Linked DNA regions of Scatophagus argus: region 1 is linked to region 2. Evidence: chromatin contacts called from public Hi-C data. All regions are on one chromosome and are shown on one strand. Each heading gives the region's core, a stretch centred on a gene start, on an enhancer-like site or on the middle of the called end of the contact. The rest is flanking DNA. Distances are from core to core; before and after follow the strand shown. Region 1 holds the start of sec24a (protein transport protein Sec24A). Region 2 holds the start of cdkn2aipnl (CDKN2AIP N-terminal-like protein).

What was found. Hi-C and Micro-C count contacts between places; a contact is called where the count stands out from the background.
Region 1: a contact with region 2 is called in a Hi-C map of muscle, with 3 times the contacts expected there. The contact joins the promoter of sec24a here to the promoter of cdkn2aipnl in region 2. A contact is called at or near these places in 2 of 2 Hi-C or Micro-C datasets (both in muscle).

The regions. Positions count from the first base shown.
Region 1 is chr14:17,751,948-17,754,647 of fScaArg1.pri, forward strand. It overlaps sec24a (protein transport protein Sec24A), which reads left to right and starts at 1,328. Exons shown (of 24, transcript XM_046409941.1): 1 at 1,328-1,387. sar1b (GTP-binding protein SAR1b) reads right to left here. Exons shown (of 8, transcript XM_046409944.1): 5 at 2,676-2,700; 6 at 2,386-2,489; 7 at 1,222-1,353; 8 at 1-951. The coding sequence ends at 835.
Region 2 is chr14:17,577,651-17,580,350 of fScaArg1.pri, forward strand. cdkn2aipnl (CDKN2AIP N-terminal-like protein) reads right to left here and starts at 1,332. Exons shown (of 3, transcript XM_046410938.1): 1 at 1,066-1,332; 2 at 489-594; 3 at 1-372. The coding sequence starts at 1,277. The coding sequence ends at 364.

The sequences.
Region 1 (2,700 bases), core at 78-2,577, 170 kb after region 2:
ATTGTGCCATCTAAATGATTCCATCAAACCTCGCCTGGGTTATAGCCAGTATTATTTTCTATTAAAAAATCTTTTCCCATCTGCTATACTACCACCCCATGTTTCTCTTTAAAAAGGGGAGCCCACAGACTAATTGGATCCATTCCAATGCTACTGTGCCCAAAAGATAGATGTCTCGACAAAGGTATTTTAGCTTCCAAGTAACCTAAAGAAATGGATTTAATGTTTTATACGCTAAGATAAATGAACTGGTCCATTTTAATAAATGGGTGAAACAGCCATGCGTCTATAATGAGGGCTGTATACGTGGCCACACATTTTATTTACTGAAATGTAAAAGAAAAAAAAAGGACAAACCAAAATGCACTGATTAAATACAATGTGGAATGAAGGTCTTTACTGTTAAAAAAGTGTACTGCAAAGTATACAACTATGTTGCTCTTTCTCATTGCTCAAAATGAGTTGAAGAGGGGAAAGAGGCATCGGGGATTATTGATATACCAATGGAATCATATACAGATTTACAGTTATATGCATCTATCATCACACTCAACAGATGGCAGGAAGGGAAGGAGGAAAAAGACAGAGATGGAAACGTGTCTGTGTGTGTGTGCGTGCGCGCAAACAGGTATGGTTTCTGTAAGTGCGGAACCAAATGTTCGACCAATAAAAGTCTATTGGGATCAAGTCGTACTGGTTTCTCTGAAGGTGGAGGCGAACTTGTTTAAACGAACATGGGGCTGAGTATGATGGTACTGGTGGCAAAGGTGGGCGTCTTGAGTGGTTGCGTTTAGCGCCCTCCCCCGATGGTGGCGATGTCGGGGCTTGGCTGCTTTAGTCGATGTACTGGGAGAGCCAGCGGAAGCCCTCACCATAACCCTGCCTCTTCAACACACTGCACATGAACACCTCCAGTGGTCTTGTGTTCAGCTCCTTCATGGGAATGGTGCCCTGACATGAAATAAGGAAAAAATATAAATTCACCTCATTTCCTTTACCTAAATAAAAATTCCTGAAATTTTCCAGGTGAGTTTAGAGCTATAGGATATCAATAGCAACCTCCAGATTTAAATGAATTTCTTGAATTTGTAAACTGAATGTTAAGTTACTCTTTTAACTAGGTAAACATGTACAGAAGGGAACTCCTGGAAGACAATCCCCAAATTGATATTTGGTCGTATGTATTGTTCCAACAATTACATGCTGTTCTCATGTACTCACCTTGCCTGTTGTCTGTCCATACAATCCAAACATTTCCCTCAGCTTCTCCTCACTGATGGCGTCTTGTCTGTCAATCTTGTTGCCCAGGATCAGGATAGGCACATTTCCGATGGTCTCATCTGTCATTAATGCCTGGGAAAGAAGACTACGTGTAACTATGTGACAGGTATTCACACAATTTCCTACATTTTCTACAGACTCACTTAAAATATCTGTGCACTTTCAAGCAGTAATGTGTTCTGTGATATGTACGAAAATGTTCATTCATCTAAATGTGCATTCATCATGAAATGTATTTCTGCTGCAGTTTGTCTGGTTTTAAATCATTGCTCTTTGGAAATTTTTTTTAACTGAGCATACAGCAACAACTCACCCTCTCCTCCCAATTTTATTTACCATATTTTCCGGACTATAGAACGCACCTGAGTATAAGCCCAACACACCAAATTTCAAAAGAAAAAAATATTTGTACATATACAGGCCGCACTTGACTATAAGCCGCAGGTGTCCACATTGTAACATGACATACGTTTTCAAGTTCGGGCCATCTGCTTTTGATACCTCTGAAAGCGTTTGTCGACCTTTTGCATTGCGTCAGTTCTTCACGCTGCCGTCTCCAACGTCTCACCATTGATTCATTTACACTAAGCTTACGTGCAGCAGCTCTATTTCGTTCTTGGACAGCCAGTTCGATTGCTTTTAACTTAAAAGCTGCATCATATATATGTAGATAGATAGATACTTTATTGATCCCGAGGGAAATTCATATGCATTTCTTTGAGTGTTTTCCATGATGAGGGTGTGTGCATGACGCGCAAAATGACCGTTAAAGGTTACGCTTAAAACTAGCGTCCTCCTCTTCGCATCACTGGGCCTGTTAGGCCATAAAGATCTATAGATTAGCCGCATCGTTGTTCAGGCCGCAGAGTTCAAGGCGTGGGAAAAAAGTAGCAGCTTATAGTCCGGAAAATATGGTACCTCTATGGAAAAACTTACTTGGGTTGGCATTTCTCTTGAGTACACTAACTAGGCTACCTCTATCTCAACATTGCTGATACCATAAACATCAGAAATCAAGCATTTGACCAAAAATGTGTATTTTTCAAGTTTAGAGGAGTTCCGAATGCTGCTCTACAATGTGACAGTGACCTAGCAGGTACTTACATCAAGCTCTGCTTTTGATTCGTTCAATCTGGTATGGTCTGCACAATCCACAAGGAAGACAATGCCATTGATGGCAGGGAGGTAGTTTTTCCACACTCGACGGGCTGCATGAATGAACACACAAAACAAAAACAAACATGAGAGGCTGTCCAGTCTGTCAACTAATGTTAGACACATTTTGCATTTCATTTCCAGATCACTTTGCCAGTAAAAAAAAAAAAGGTACTGGAGCTTCTCTAACATATAAAATGACCAAATACAGTTAAAAACATCAGCATATACAAACATGCCTTGTGCGTGGCCTCCAAGGTCGAA
Region 2 (2,700 bases), core at 82-2,581:
TCAGGACGGGACACGATCCAATGTCATCTTTCATCTGGATTTATTTATAAAACAGTACTAAAAACAATGGGTACAATTTAAAAAATTAAAATACGAGTAAAAACGGATAAGCAGTGAAGCTCCAACACGGGCAAAAAACATTTTTGCTGCCTCTGTACAATAAAAAGCTGAACGTTTGAGAAACACAGTCTTCCTGCTTTTGATGTTTACGCTGATCACATCCATAATAACCAATACAAGACTGCAAAACCGTGAGAAATTTGGTCAGGTTCCTGGCAAGCACAGTCTGCATGTACACAGCAGCCGCGTCTCAATGGTCTTCTGTCTTGATCCGACACAACCAGATGGCTTTGACACACCTGGTCATCGACCCTGTGGTGGAAGAGAGAGAAAAATATGAACCTTTTCTTCTGTCAACATACCTGTGTGTGTGTGTGTGTGTGTGTATGAGAGAGACAGAGAGAGAGTGAGTGTGTCCACAGATGTACCTGTTGCTTCTTAACAATCTCATCTCTTGTCTTGAAGACTGGCGGGTCCTCCACCTCGATGCCTTCAGCCATTTCCTTCACTTTCTCCAGGAGCTCTGTGCTATACCTGCCGTCAGTGGAGACAAATGTTCTGTCAGTGAAATGAACCACAGTTATCCAGCATCCTTAATTCACCCGTGGTTCATGCTGATCCTGAGAGGGCATAATGTACTGAGAAACGAGTGAGAATGCACATTAGTGAGACTTTTGATAGACTGAGGATTAATGGATTATAATTTGAGCAGTCATTAAATTATTGTGGAGCGTGTGATTTGAGAAAAACAAGCAATTTCAATCGCAAACGTGTTTGTCGTTTTACAACACAGGGGGCAGCAGTGAGCCCATCATCAGCTTAGAATGGGACGAAGAAGACTATGCACCGAAAACAAACAGGACCAAAGCACGTTGAGGTTTTTCAGAAATACAATCGGAGAATATGTTTTATTATCTCCTCCGTCTCAGGAAAAAACATAAATATAAATACATTTCTGAAAAGGACACATCGTGCTAAACTGTGACGATCATGTAAAACACGCACCGACAGCCGAGGAAGACGTTGTTAGCCCAGACCATGGACAAGGAGAGCAGGTGGTCCAGCTGCTGGACCGAGAAGTCGTTTATGTTCCGCAGGATGAACTCCCTCCTGGCCTGCCAGTGTTTTTCACTCTCCCAGTAACCTCTAAAGGTTTCTACCTGGTCGGCCAGAGCTCTGTTTTGTTGTATAAAATCCTGCACGTCCAGGTTAGACATCTTACTTTTCTCCAGCAGAGTCAACAAAGGCAACTTCCGGTTGGCCAAGCGGTTCTCGGAAGTTGATTTTGAGATAAGCGTGTTTCGAGCAGCGCCACTTAGCGGTGGAGATGAGCGCTACGACCGTCTTAAAATGGTCTCTGCACAGAGGCCTCTTACTGTACTTAATGGTTGCTGGGGGTGGTCACTTGGACTAAATTAGTTTTAGCTGAAAGTGGGACTTTCATAGCTGTTAAGAAGAAAAAATAGACCTTTTTCACAGCAGACATTTGACTTGTCAGGTGAAATTAATGCTTTTAACAAAGGCTCTGTTCCATATATGAGTGTCCCAGCATTATGCACTGCACCTCTATTCTGGATCCAACTTGGTCTTTTTGTGGGGTCTCAGTTTGCCAGAAGATAAAAAAAAAATCACTAAGCATGTAGTGTGGTGGTGAAATATCTGCAGCACACACTTACCCTCATTTTTCTGCCTTCTTCTGTCCTGAGTCACATCTCCTCTCTCTCTCTCTCTGCACTTGACCAGCCTGTCAGGAATATGATCAGAGAGGAATACTGGACTTTTAACTTCCAGTCTATGTAAAGAGGCTTAAGGACAGTCGGTCAGGCTCACAGACATGCACACACACATACGCACACGTGGACACACACTCACGGCAGTGTGAGGGATTTGGGGCTTGTTTTGACATGAAGTCATTCATATGCATAGGGGTTCCAGAGGAAGGCAAGCCAACATGAAATCGGATGGACGGACAGACGGACGGACAGACAGACAGACCAGCCTACTGCCGAGATTTCACAGCAGAACAAAAACTGCATCGGCATGCAAAAAATAATCAAGAGGAGAAAGTCAGTTAAAAACTTCATTATATTCTAAACCATCAGAACTAAAATGACCATAAAGAAAAATGAGGCTTGCAAACAGAGAATCTTTCCTTTATATCTGTAAAAAATATCTTATGAAATCTGTGAAATTTTTCCAGTCAGACTGAATTGTAAATTTGTAACCCTGTGTTTCCATCTGCAGCTGACTTGATGGTTTGGGCGAAATCGAACGTCTGGACGCAAACTACCTGAAATTTTGTTTCACAGCAGCTTAAGGAACCGTAGCTGCACAATTAAAGAAAGACTCAGCAGGTCGGAACAACCAACATGCAGAGATGAAATAACGCCTGTGCAGATCCGGACAGGAATTTCTTTAACGTGTAACCTGACAGGTTCAGTGAATACTGAGAACATTGACGAGAAGTGACGAAACACTGCATTCACCCTCCACAACAGAGCAGAGCAGGACTGACTTAAATCTGACTTGATTTAAGCATCTAAACACACAGAACTCACTTTTAAATTTTACTTGCTGCTCACAGACGAAAGAATGAGGTTCAGCTTTGTCAAGTTTCTCTGGGTTAACAATAAATTTAAA